Linked DNA regions of Gossypium hirsutum: region 2 is linked to region 1. Evidence: chromatin contacts called from public Hi-C data. All regions are on one chromosome and are shown on one strand. Each heading gives the region's core, a stretch centred on a gene start, on an enhancer-like site or on the middle of the called end of the contact. The rest is flanking DNA. Distances are from core to core; before and after follow the strand shown. Region 1 holds the start of LOC107949772 (COBRA-like protein 4). Region 2 holds the start of LOC107949770 (ADP,ATP carrier protein ER-ANT1).

Region 1 (6,717 bases), core at 2,695-5,194:
CGACATTCAAATATACATCCCACGGTTGTTGTCAAAATTTCTCTATCGAAATAAACGCATACAAAAAACTGATTCTCCATATTCAATACTAGATCTATTAAAAAAATTTTAAAATTCTTAAAATAGTTTCGAAATGAAAAAAAAATTACATAAAATTTTTAATGCAAAATTTTTCATTCAAAAGCTAACAAAATTAATAACCTAACAAAATAACTTTCAAACAATAAAATTACTAACAAGACTCTACATTCTATTTAAAAAGAAATAAACCAAAATACCTTATCCTTCTTCTTGCTTTCCTTTCTTTTTTTCTTCTCCCTATCTTCCTATTTCCGTTCTGCTAAATTTTGTGTATGTTCCTCTGTTAAAATTTATGTCTGTGCTCATTTGATTTTCGGGGGTATATATAGGGAAAAAAATAAGCAGCAGCTAGTCGCGCCTGTCAGATAGGCTACACCATTGGCGCCTCCGAGATAGGCGCAACTAGTCGCGCCTCGTATCTATACCCGGGTCATATACTGATCCGGGAAAAAATTAATAATATTTTATTAAAAAAAATTAATATAAAAAAATTATTGGCGCCTATAGGTGCCATTAAAAAAAATATACCATTTCGATAATTAATCTATCTGACAACCTATTTCAGTATTTAATTTTTTTAATTTATTCGGTAAAAAACCCGAAATATAACACTTAAAAGTTTTTTAAATAAGAATTTATCTGTAAAAAATTCTATGCAAACTCGAGCAAAAAAAAAAAAATTTGCATAGGATAGGCTCATCGTATTTCATTTCTTGTACCTAAAGTAGCAAAATTAAATTGTAATTCAAAAGAAAAAGTTAAAATACAATTTTATTGTTGTATTAATCCATAACTTTAAAGAGACCAAATCCCAGTTTTACTATTTTCAGGCTAAAGCTTCTCTCTGCCTATTTGAGAAAGAAAATTATTTTTCTTAAGGATTTGTCCTGATTGGGACTTTGTATAAATAATTTAAAATTCAAGCAGGCTAGATTATAATTATTATTTTAATAAAAAATTAAATTAAATTTAGTTATCAATATATCAATATCAATGTAAAAAAAAAAAATTCACTATATTTTATTATTTTTAAATAAAACATATTTACGGATCAACCTATAATTTGGACCAGCTTAACTAAAAATCCAGACTGAAACCCGGCCCGAGCCACTAATGATAAGACCTTGGAAAAACCCAGATTCATTATTGGCTTTCTCTGCAAAATCATTCATGTCACACTTTTTTTCATCTACCCCCTACTGCTTCAACTTCATCCACATGGCTGCCTGTCAATGGCTTACTTTCTTAAAGGTTTGGTTTCTTTCATCTTTTCCCTGCTTTCATTCACTCAGTCACTTCAAATCATCCCCAAAAGATTAGCGAAAACCAAAAGCAAAAAGGAAGCCATTGTCGATACTGAAATCAGCTTTGAATTTGCAGAGTTTGGTAGATAAGGATATTCCTCTGGACCTGGCATGGCGCATTCATCGCCATTGAAGTATATTTTCCTAGGGAAAGCCCAACCTTGCTTGAACGTAAATGTACTCATGTCTTTCCTAAGAATCAATTCTGATTGGACGTTTCCATCAGCTCCGGCTTCCTTTAATACGTCATTGTAGAACTTCAAGCCATAGAACATACCAGTGTCATCTGCATGTTCAAAGTTAGTCCATGGTTAGCCCACTTGTCGACTGCCTAGGGAAATTCAAATCAAAGACAAGGACTTACTTGTGTATTTGTAAGGAAGGAGGGGTTTATATTCGAAACTGAAAACTTGGGTGATGTTGTCGAGGTTAGGATGTTGAGCCACAAGTGTCCACTGCGTGTAGTTCATGGCGTAGTTGAAATTAGTGACCGTCATCTTCACTCGCCAATACTCCTTGTAATTCAGCTTCACATGCCAATGCACTCGGATGGGGCACATATGGTTGGTACACCTTATCATCGCATTCGAATTTCTACTCCTTGTTCTGTTCTTGCCAACTACACTTTCTATCTCTGCATCACCCCTGCAATTTGTAGACTAATGTCATTAGGGATGATGATATATAGTGAAATCCCATAGTTAAAAACATTTTCGTGTGGGATCAGAAAGAAGGTTTACGAGATGCAATTATTGTTGTTTTGACAGCCACAAGAACATGATGGACAAGGTGTGATTGTGGAGTTGTAAAATGAAGACATCGAGACACAACAACTCGGATATCGTGATGCCAGAATCTGATTATACGTGCATGTCACATTCCATGTCACTGCAGCACAAATTACAACACATAACTTATGTCGGGTGTAAGTATATCTGTTTTAAGTGCAAATTATCAAAAACTTACTCAATGCTTGAGTTTTTCGTCGACCATCAGGGGTGAGGAAAACAGTGGACGGCACCTTTTTAGCTCCGCTGCATGTGTAACCCAGACCAGGACCAAGCAAAGTGAAGTTCAACGGCAGGTTCACTGTTTTATTGGAAGTCCCGGCACGGCCAACACTCACCTGAAAGGACGAAACCGCGGTGGAGGAGTCTTGGCCCCATGACGACACGACGCCACCTTTGCAACAATTGGCTATCTGTTGGTTGTATGGGACGCCGGGGAGCAAGTCCACAACTGTGGGGTTTTTCTTACAGCAGTGTGGGACGTTTCCTTTGAACTTTGAACAATCTCCTTGTTCAGTGGCTTGGGCTCCCACCATTGACCAGATCACTTCTTTCTTAGCCCAAACCCAGCCTAGGGTCCAGCCAGGGCTCATTATGTGCCGATACATTTGGAAGTTGGTCATTGTTACAACTGCCTGCATACCAGATATGATATATAAGCTTGCATTTCTATTTCTTCAACTATCCCACACTCAAAAGTTATATTTACTATAAAAATGAATATTGAAAATTTTAGTATGGGATCTTATATCCAAACCAAATTTGAGTAACATAAGTGAAAAGCATTGTTTATGGTATAAAGAAAGTTTGGAACCTACCTTTTAAAAATGATTACATGAACAGTCTAATTTAAGTTTGAGTTTAATAAAAGAAACTTTATAATTACTAAATCGAAGTAATATTTGCATATGGGTATTAGGATATTGACCTGGATCGAAGCTAGAAGTTCGGTATTGTGGGGTTAAAATAAAATTTTAAAAGTTTGGAGTCAAAGGATGAAATTGATTAAAAAAAGTTAAATTGAATATTCTATAATTAGACTGGATTAAAATTGTTATTACTCTGGATTAAGCCCCTGCCAACCCTTAGCTTGGCTCTTATTTTAGGTAACTTTCAATTATAAGAAACAACTTGAAAAAGTTTTAATATATTAGTGATGGATACATATCAACATTTAACATTTGATCCATATAAATGGAAATCATTGTTTTTGGTATAAAGGAAGTCGTAATTTTGACCAAATTTATTAAAAATTTATCTTTTAAGGTGACTACGTGAACCAATTAATTAATCTTGAGTTTAATGAAAAAATATGAGTATAATAAGTGAAATGAAGTTATACTTACAACGTAACCATCCGGAGTCCAGGACATAACGTCCCATTTAATTGTTATATTTCCGTTAGGATCTAACGGATCATATGCTCCTACAACAAAAGTAGAAAAGGGAAAGGAAATTATTAGCAAGAAAACTTAATTAACTAAAACACGAATATGATTGTAGCAACTGACCTGCTTGAGAAATGATTATAGCAAAGAAAGCAACCATTGGCAGGGGGTAGGCAAATTTGTAGAACATCATTGTGCAATATCAAGAGGTAGTACGCCTTCTGTCTGTAAACAATGATACTCCTATGGGTTTATATCTATTCCCCCAACAAACAAGAATTGTTTATGACAGCCTCAACTACTGGTTTTGTTGTATATATGTGTGAGTATGACTTGGAACTTTTTTCAGACATATTCTGAGCACAATCTTCTAACTGCCGATATTCGTCAAATACAGAAACATCTTAAACTCGATTTAATCACCTACCAAACAAATGATTTCCATTTAAAATTAATTAAATTAATTAAATTGGTGGGTGTGTGAGAGCTTGCAGTTATTGAAGTCAACTCACCTAGTGATAATGACTACTCAACTGTTTCACAATTAATAATATAATAACGATAGATTGTAAAAGGGATAGGGAAATGGCAACAACAAAATTTTTAGTTTTGAATATGCAACATATGTGATAGTTTAAATGGAATAAGTGAGTTATTCAGACAAGGATTTTCCAACTTCCCATTTTGTTTTGTGTTTTAATATGGATGTTAGATGAAAGCTTTGCTTATGCTACCTCTGTTTAAAAAAAAAAGAAGTAAAATCAGCTTTGAGATTTTATGCTAACATGACCTGCCAAGTTTCCCAGTATAATTAATTATGGCATAAAACAACAAATTGTTACTACGAGTTTAGTGAGTAATTGATGTACATGACGCAGCGGGAACTTCCTAGCTTTGGGGTAATTTACCCAATTTATCCATTAACCATACACCAACTTTTTCTCTAACCATCACCATTACTTATTAAATTATGGGTAAATTTTTGTTTTTATAACTTAGTTAAAAAAGTTACAATTTGATTATTGAGCTATTCAAAAAATTTGTATTTAAGTCATTGGGATATTAAAATCAATGTTATCCCATTACCTGCACCGATTAAAAGCTTTCTGACATTTTCTCTTCTATATTTCACATTTTTTTTTATGAAATAGCTTTAAACATCATAAATCTGTGAATCAAAATTCAAATGAATTTATTCTCTGAAAATAGTTGTTAGATCACTTAGATCTAAAATATATTCTCTTACTCATCGATGGATATTGATCTACCATACTGGCCATCGAATAATCGCTTGGAGCTCACTGGTGATTAAAAAAAGAAAAATTCAACAACTCAATTGACTTAAATAAAAACTTTGAATAATTTAATAACTTAAATGAAAACTTTCAAATAGTTCAAAGATTAAATTGTAACTTTTTTAATTAACTAACCAAAATTAAACTTACCCATAGTTTAATGACTAATAGTGTAATTTACCCTAAAATTTAAGCAGTTTAGTAAGATTTATATCACAAGCTCATATAAAACTTGTTTGATAATTTTGCTTTAGTTATGCATCTAAATAGCGAGTGTCGAATATTAAACTTGATTTGATGAACGTTGCAAACAGAAATGTTGATAATTTTGTTCATCAAAACATTTTTAATTCGAGAAATGTTGATAATTTTGTTCATCAAAACATTTTTAATTCGAGAAGCATAATCAAACAATTTTTTTTTTCGATTACAAAATAACTTGTAAAAGTCTAGGTGAAACTTAACCGAGGGGTGGGGTGGGGAATCCTGTTAGCAGCTGCTGAACTTTCTCATCATGCTTCCATCTATGTTACTCCGACTATTCGGACATCTCGAGAACTGTGCAGCTTTCAGCAACATTGAACTTGTCTTCCATTGCAAGTCCAATCATTTAGTTCCAGGCCAGCAAATTCAGAGAATGGAAGAATGTTAGATAAACAAAACACTTGGTTCAAATGTCAAAGATATATGATCATAATGTCATTCAACTCGAGCATCTTTACTTACCTTAATCTGTACTTAAACGATTCGTAGGCAGGTCTCATTTTCATTGTCTTCTTGCATAGATTGTCTTTGATGTTCCACTCGCTGAAGCTGCGATGAAAGCTGAAGCAAGTTGATCGTCGGTCCATCTTTGCATGATAGTCCATCAGTGATATTGAAGTTGGCAGCTTCACTACTATCAGATATCAGTATAGCACTCATGTTACTGCCTTCGGTTGAATTGATCCCTGATGAAGAGATCATATTCGACACTCTGTCGAGCTTTTCCGAGACTTGAGTCATGTGATGGTTATGGTAGCCTGGAATAACCAGGGAACGGGCCATGGGAATTCCTGATGAGTGGCTTGAAGAGCTGTGTGATTGAGATGACAGAAGAGAGAGAGCACAAACAGAATCCGAAATCCCAGATAATCCCTGAATGCTCAATGCTGCATCGAAAACATTGATGTCTTCACTTGCTGACGAGGAGGTGCCTTGGAACAAAGGCCGTGATCCGGAATAAGTCCCATCAAAACCATGAGGACATCGTGCATTGTTCTCACCTAAAATGCCTCCAGTGACTGCACTAGGTCCATTATGGAAATAGGGAAAATGTTTCTCAAAATGCCCCCCGTTCTTGACAGGTATGGCAGAAAGAGGGCTAAAATCCGTCCCATCTTCAACTTTTATCCGTTTGCCCCATTCGTTTGTTACATATTTCTCAGGATGCAAAAGGCCACTAGTTCGAACATTTTGGCAAATAAAGGATGTATTTGTCAGCATAGTCCCTTGAAATCTGCCACCAGCGAAGCCTGCGCAATGTTGGGAGCATTTACAAGATGTAAAACATAAAAGTCACGGATATTTATGAATATTACTAAAGTAAACTTAGTTGCTTTTTTTAAACTTTTGGCGCCTCTGACTTCTTGTCTTACCTGCAAGGCAACCATAACTTTTGATTTTTCATTTTTCGTGTTCACCTATGTCTAACACATATTTGGACATGATTGTGGTGATATAACCCTCCAAATACATGGAAAATTTTAGAAAAGTTGAACATATAGGTGTAGGACACATGCAAATTTGACACTCACAGCGATGTAGGGAGGGTGGTAGGCTGAGGTCCCGCCTCCCATCTTCTTCATGTTTTCTTCAATTT
Region 2 (6,717 bases), core at 2,978-5,477, 210 kb after region 1:
TGTTTTATATGGATAAAATTGAAAAACTCCGTTGTATTAGTCTAACTTGAATGAAAGAAAAATACTCGGGATTGATCTGATTCGGGAAACAGAATATAAAGTTAGGGTTATTCAAGATCATTTGAAAGATGCCTTGGATCGTCAGAAATCGTATACTGGTTTGAAAATAAAAGACATTAAGTTTTAGATAGGTGATAAAGTATTTCTAAAAGTCTCGCTCTAGAGAAAATTTTTGCGGTTCGGTAGAAAAGGGAAACTCAGCCCATGATTTATTGGGTCATGCGAGACTCTCAAAAGAATCGGACCTATAGCAAATCGATTGGCTCTACCATCAAAACTAGAAAAGATACACAATGTTTTTCATGTGTTTATGTTGCGTCATTATCGATTTGATCCTTCGCATGTGATTTCTCCTGACGAGGTTGAGTTACAACCTAATTTGTCATATAGTGAGGATTCAAAAAAGATTTTAGCTCGAGAAATGAAAGAACTCAGAAATAAAAGAATATCGCTAGTGAAAGTGTTATGGCATCAACATGGTATTGAGGAAGCTACATGGGAACCCGAAGAAACCATGAAATCTCAATACCTTAATCTACTTTCAGATAAAAATTTTGAGGACGAAATTTCCTAATAGGGAATGTTGTAACAATCTGATTTTCAGTAATGACGAAAATAGTGGTTTCGAAACCCTATTTTTTATGATTAAGTTATTAAATATTATTATTTAATATTTACGAGTCTATTTTAGTATAATATTGAATTTTGGTACAGTAATTTATTTGAATAGATAGTCAATTAAGGTACAAGGACTAAATTGTAAAAATAGTAAAATTTAAATTACTATAGATTTGTAAGTGGAAAACTTAAACTAAGGACCAAAGTGGTTACCACATTGGAATTCTAGTGGACATTTTGGTTAAATTTTTTGTATTATATATTATTATAATTTATAATTAAAATAACATAAAAATCTTATAATTAAAAGAAACAAATATGTATGGTGAAAGGAGAGAGAAAAATATTTATTCATCTTCCTCCCTTCCTCTAATTTCTCCGTCGAAGAGAAGCTCTCTAGGGCTTTGAAGCTTTTGACACTTATTTAGGTATCCCAATTTAGTTATTTTCTTGTAATTTTTTATGTTTTTGAAATCCAGGGAGCTTGATTTAGCTAACCCAAGGATTAATTTGTGAAACTGTTAAAGTTTTAAAAAGTTATCATTGATGTATTTTTGAATTGTTGGTGGTTATTTGGTTAGATTTGAAGCTTAGATATGAAAAAGGACTAATTTGTAAAGTAAAAATTGTTAGTTTTGAACATAGGGACTAAAGTGTAATAATTTAAATTTAGAATGAAAGTTCTATAAATATAGGTTTTGATGGAATGTATAGTGATGGAATTAAGATCAATTTCGAAATCGAAGCTCAAATTTGAAAGTTACAATATCTTTGATTTTATATCTTTAATTTTAGGGACTAAATTGAATAAATGAAAAACTTAAGGGATTAATTGATAGATGAAATTGCACTGTAATATAACTTTATTATGTTGTTAAATAATGTTTGGAATTGATAATTGAATTAACTTATGGTTTAGATCGAGATTTACAATAACCAGAGGATACACGTGGAAAAGGGAAAATTGTTGAATAGTCCCTAACGCCTTATCCATTGTTGATTTTTCTAGGTAAGTTCATATGATGTAAATATGCCTAAGATATTAAATTGTAACTAAATGCATATATATAGGTGTTCAATTGAAAATAAATGCATATATATAAGTGTTCAATTGAAAATTTGGATGAATTACAAATTGGTATAAAAGGTGATATCGGACTAAATTGCAAGGAAATGAGGATGAATTTATATGTTAAAATTGTCTTGATGAAATTAGTAAAAGTCTTATACACATGGTTACAGGTTGATTTTCGATGATTTCGATATCCAACATTTGTTGCAGACTCGAAGATACATGTGACACAGATTTAACTCAGACAAGTAACCTGATGTCGTTTTATAGGTTTAGCCCGAATAGGTAACCTTACATGTATATATAGACCTGGACAGGCTATTTATTGTGTCATTAAAAGGTTTAGCTCGGACGGGTAACCTGATATCAATGTATATGATTAGCTCAGATGAGCATCAGATGTGATTTGCAGTTATGTATTGAGTTCTTTTACGATGTTTTATTGGGTAGTTTAAAAAGAGGTAGAATGTGGAATTGGTAGGTTATGAAATGAGCTTAATGTTTAAATGAGGGAGAATGAAAGACTTGAATAACGAAATTTTGAGTATACATAGATGGAAGAAATGTGGTTGAATTAGATTTAAAAACTATGAAATGTCAAGCTTTCTATTTGATGTATTTTATGTTTGATAAAGTATACCATCTCACCTTGTTGGAATTGTGTTGGTATTATAGGAAACGTGTCAATCGAAACTTGTCAATCGAATCTACGAGAAGCCCATGATATATATCTCTTGATTCGGTAGATTTTTAGTCATTTAACCCGGTTATACATGGCATGTAAATGGGAGTGTCTAGTAGTTGTAATGTAAAGTTGTTTTGTGGCATTGTTGATCTTTGAACACTTATGGAAAATTATGGATGTGATGAATTGCCATGCTCATAGGCTTAGTATTTTGTTGTGCAAATGTGGATGGTTAATCATAATAGGTCATGCACATATGAACTATCTTGTGGTATGAAATGGTTTGGAAAGATTTATGTGCATTTGTTGTGAGTTGGTGCCAAATGTGACATATTGGTTTTGTGAATTGATTAGGTGATTATAAGTTATGTTTTAGCATGGAATTTGCATGTTTTGAGTAGGTTTATGTTTGCTAAAATGCAATTTTGAGGTCACTTTTAATAGTTGGTTTTGAAACAAGCACCAAATGACCTATTTTTGTTCTACACGGGCTCATGACATAGCCGTGTGATCAGCGGTAGGAAAATGTTTTTGGAACCACAGATTCCTAATTGTCACACGGGCCAGCCAAACGGCCGTGTGAGTATTGTAGAAATAATAAAATTTAATCCACACGGTCTCAGTTTGTTATACGGTCTTGTGACTTTTGAAATTAAAAATTGGAGATTTTCACCACATGACTTCATAGAGTTATATGGTTTTGACACATGGCCGTGTGGCCTCTATTTTACATAATTGCCTTTCTTTTTTGAAAAAGATTCTAATTGATCCTTGTTTGATCCCGGGTCAACTTTAGAGCTTTCGTCAGCTCTATAAGACTCAGAAGAGGTTTTAAATTGTACCAAATGATTATTATGACTTAATTTTGGTTTGAGTTTGTTCTTAAACATATGTATTTGTAATGTTTTGTGTTATAACATTTCGTAACTCGGGTCTGGCGATCGGACCGAGTGAAGGGCGTTACATATGTAAACTTATTGTGAAAGCAACCAAGAGACAAGAGCACAATCTTGTTGAACATACATAGCATGTACTTTATTTTGGACCTGACTTCCTTATTGAACACTGATTGTTGGAATCATCGTAAAGCCATCAAGAAATTCCTTAAGCCTAATATTCACCCTTTTATATGTGAAAGGATGACGAAACTTTGTGGTAGTACGTGAATCTAATACTGAATCTAAAGTATCAATTGGATGTGAGATTGAAGGCAAAGTAGCAATTTCTTAAGAACGCACTGCCTTCTTGATCTACAGGTAAGAACCACGATTCGATATATGTTGAATTGGAGTTACCTTAAGAATTTACCAACAAAACTATTCAATGAAAATAAGAAAGAAAATAATGGGTTTGGAGAAGAAGAAACAACAATGAAGGCTTTAGTTAGAAAGCCGAAAGAGAGTTTTTTTCATTTAAGAACCAATGCTCAACTGTCCAAAGAACCAACGTGTTACAACATTGAACCAGCGAATAATAAACTTCAATAACCTAACGCTACAATTAACAAAGTAACAAAAAATAACTTCAATAACCAATTTGCAACTCACAGCTATTAATCATTAATCTTTTTAACAGGGTTCAATGATAAAGAACTCTAAAACCCTTAAAAGTAAGTTTGAGTCTTATAAATTAAAATAAAAATTTCTCTGAATGAATTTGCTACCAAAACGGGTTCAACTTGATTCAATTTCCAACTTAGCTGGACCCATGTGGTCCGAACATCAGGTCTCAAGCCCCAAAAAACCTAACCCTAAGCATAGTAGCCTAAGGACTTATTTGCAAATTGTAATAAATGTTACGTAAGCCATCGCGATTTCCCATTTTATTTCCACTAATTTAATAGATTAGAACAACCGGTGGCAGCCTCTCAAATTCTGTGAACTCCAAGGAATCCTAAAGGAATCTGTGTCTTCGTTTCTCAGCTTCCTTCCCTTCCTCCCCTCGCTCTGGTAATTCCCCTTTCAATCCCTCTCTTTCCTCACGTTTTCCTTTTCTCTATTAATTCTATTCTTTTGAATTTCCATACTCCCATTCATATTACTCAGTTTTACACTCTCTTTTTTATGGTTAATTAATCTGGGTGTTTCCCTTTTTTCCTGGTTAGTTGATTTGTTCAATGGAAATTTATGGGTTTTCTTTCTGGGTTTATTGTATTGGCATTTGTAGAAAGATATCCAAGAGAAAAGATGGAAATGGGTAAGAATAAATCTGAGAAATTCTCAATGGATTTTGTGATGGCTGGAATGGCTGCTATAATGTCAAAGAGCGCAGCAGCCCCCATTGAAAGAGTGAAGCTATTGTTGCAAAATCAAGGGGAGATGATAAAAAGGGGAAGCCTTCAGAAACCTTATAATGGTGTTGGTGATTGCTTTAAAAGGGTTTTGAAGGAGGAAGGTCTTTTCTCTTTCTGGAGGGGTAACCAAGCCAATGTCATCAGATATTTTCCTACTCAGGTTGAAACTTATGACTTTCTATTTTGCTGATTGTTCACACTAGGAAACTTATAAAGAAATTGTTCTGTTTCTCATTGCTGGATTGTATGCTTCCATTTTATTGGTCCTTAATTTTGATCATGTACTTGAATAATAATGTTGAAGAACTAGGTAATGCCTGAATTTGACAGATTAGGGTATTTAAATGACATGGTATTTCTTTTTTAATTGATGAAGTCGTTTATGGACAATTGCAAGAATCAGTGTTAAAAACTACTTTATGAGCTTTCGTTGATTTGTGCTTGCTGCTTCAGATTAATCTGTACAACTACTGAAAGATGCCAATATAGAACCATTAATGTATGGATAATCATTATGCTGTTCTATTTAAAAGGTCCACTAATTGAGTGGTGTTATGTCATGAGTTTTAGGTTTTCCTATGCTTTAATCTTCTATGACTATGGCAATCGTTTGTTTGTGGGGAAGGTACTATATGCTATTCATAGATGAATTGCCTTTGAGATCTATCCCTGTAATGCATGTTCGATGAGGTTCTAAGGACAGAAAACTTAATGTTGGCATGTTGTAGTTGGTATGTACTTGGTTAGTATTAGTGATTAGACATCACAACTGATGAATTTTATCGATTAAGATCTTCCTGATGTACCTACACCAACTACTCGATTTTCTTGTCGTTGGCATGGAAGAGACAAACTGAGGTTAAAGGAAAATCTCTTTACCTGCTAAGGTACGAAGGTTGCGGACAAAAGAACTTCTCCTTCAGTTATTACAGAGAGACTTTATCTTCATTTTCATATTAGTTCAAGACATAGACAAGAACTAAATGGAAGAAAGAAAACGGGTTAAATTTTTAGTAGAGAAGTTTTAGTTTCCTCAACCTAAGAAATAGTAAATCAAACTTGGGTAATTTGAGCAAGGCTCCTTTTTATCTTCCTTACCAATCCTTAGCTATATGGTAGCTTTGGGGCTTGCTGTTTATGGAACAAGTTAAGCTTTTGTCCCAGATTTGATATATCTGTACTGGGATGTTTTGAAATCTTTTTCTGCTAGCATGAAACATCTTTATTTACTTATTTTTACATTTTACCTTTGCAAGTATATGTCCTGCCTAATTTTGTTACTTAACAGATGTTCGATTATCCATAGGCTTTCAACTTTGCATTTAAAGGTTACTTCAAAAGCATTTTTGGGCGCTCGAAAGAGAAGGATGGTTATGCGATGTGGTTTGCTGGAAATGTGGCTTCAGGGAGTGCTGCTGGAGCAACTACATCCTTGTTTTTGTATCATTTGGATTATGTGCGTACTAGACTTGGTACTGATGGTCAACGCCAGTTCAAAGGGCTACTAGATGTATACCGTGAAACTTTATCAACTGATGGCGTTGTGGGCCTATATCGAGGATTCGGGGCTTCAATCATGGGGATTACTTTGTACCGTGGCTTGTACTTTGGGATCTATGACACGATGAAGCCTATACTTTTAGTGGGGCCTCTCGAGGTGAGCATCTAATCCTCTCTTGTAGAACTGTATTCTCACAATTGCTCCTATTTAGCTTTGTAGATGGTAAATGTTTATGTTAGTAAACATAGCCCGATCATATGTGGAAAAACTTTAGATGATTGGATACACAATTATGGACTATGATCTCAAATCTTCTTAATATGCATCTTGGTGCCTCAGGGCGCAGGATATAGTTATTTGTCGTTGCTGTTTGAAATTTAACCAGTCATGATCATATAATAAGTACCCCTAATTGCTGACTTACATAAAATCTTTGTATCATATCTTTTTTGTTCATTGCAGGGGAATTTCTTTGCTAGCTTCTTCCT

Evidence for each region. A called contact is a pair of places that touch in the nucleus more often than the background predicts.
Region 2: a contact with region 1 is called in a Hi-C map of leaf, with 5 times the contacts expected there. The contact joins the promoter of LOC107949770 here to the promoter of LOC107949772 in region 1. A contact is called at or near these places in 15 of 34 Hi-C or Micro-C datasets (callus, fibers, hypocotyl and 3 more).

Annotation. Positions count from the first base shown.
Region 1 is chrD03:39,299,886-39,306,602 of Gossypium_hirsutum_v2.1, forward strand. It overlaps LOC107949772 (COBRA-like protein 4), which reads right to left and starts at 3,945. Exons shown (of 6, transcript XM_016884525.2): 1 at 3,685-3,945; 2 at 3,520-3,599; 3 at 2,352-2,808; 4 at 2,126-2,273; 5 at 1,750-2,030; 6 at 1,079-1,671. The coding sequence starts at 3,754. The coding sequence ends at 1,379. It overlaps LOC107949771 (squamosa promoter-binding-like protein 6), which reads right to left. Exons shown (of 3, transcript NM_001327562.1): 3 at 5,574-6,370. The coding sequence ends at 5,595.
Region 2 is chrD03:39,508,053-39,514,769 of Gossypium_hirsutum_v2.1, forward strand. It overlaps LOC107949770 (ADP,ATP carrier protein ER-ANT1), which reads left to right and starts at 4,228. Exons shown (of 4, transcript XM_016884523.2): 1 at 4,228-4,384; 2 at 4,602-4,888; 3 at 6,035-6,385; 4 at 6,692-6,717. The coding sequence starts at 4,622.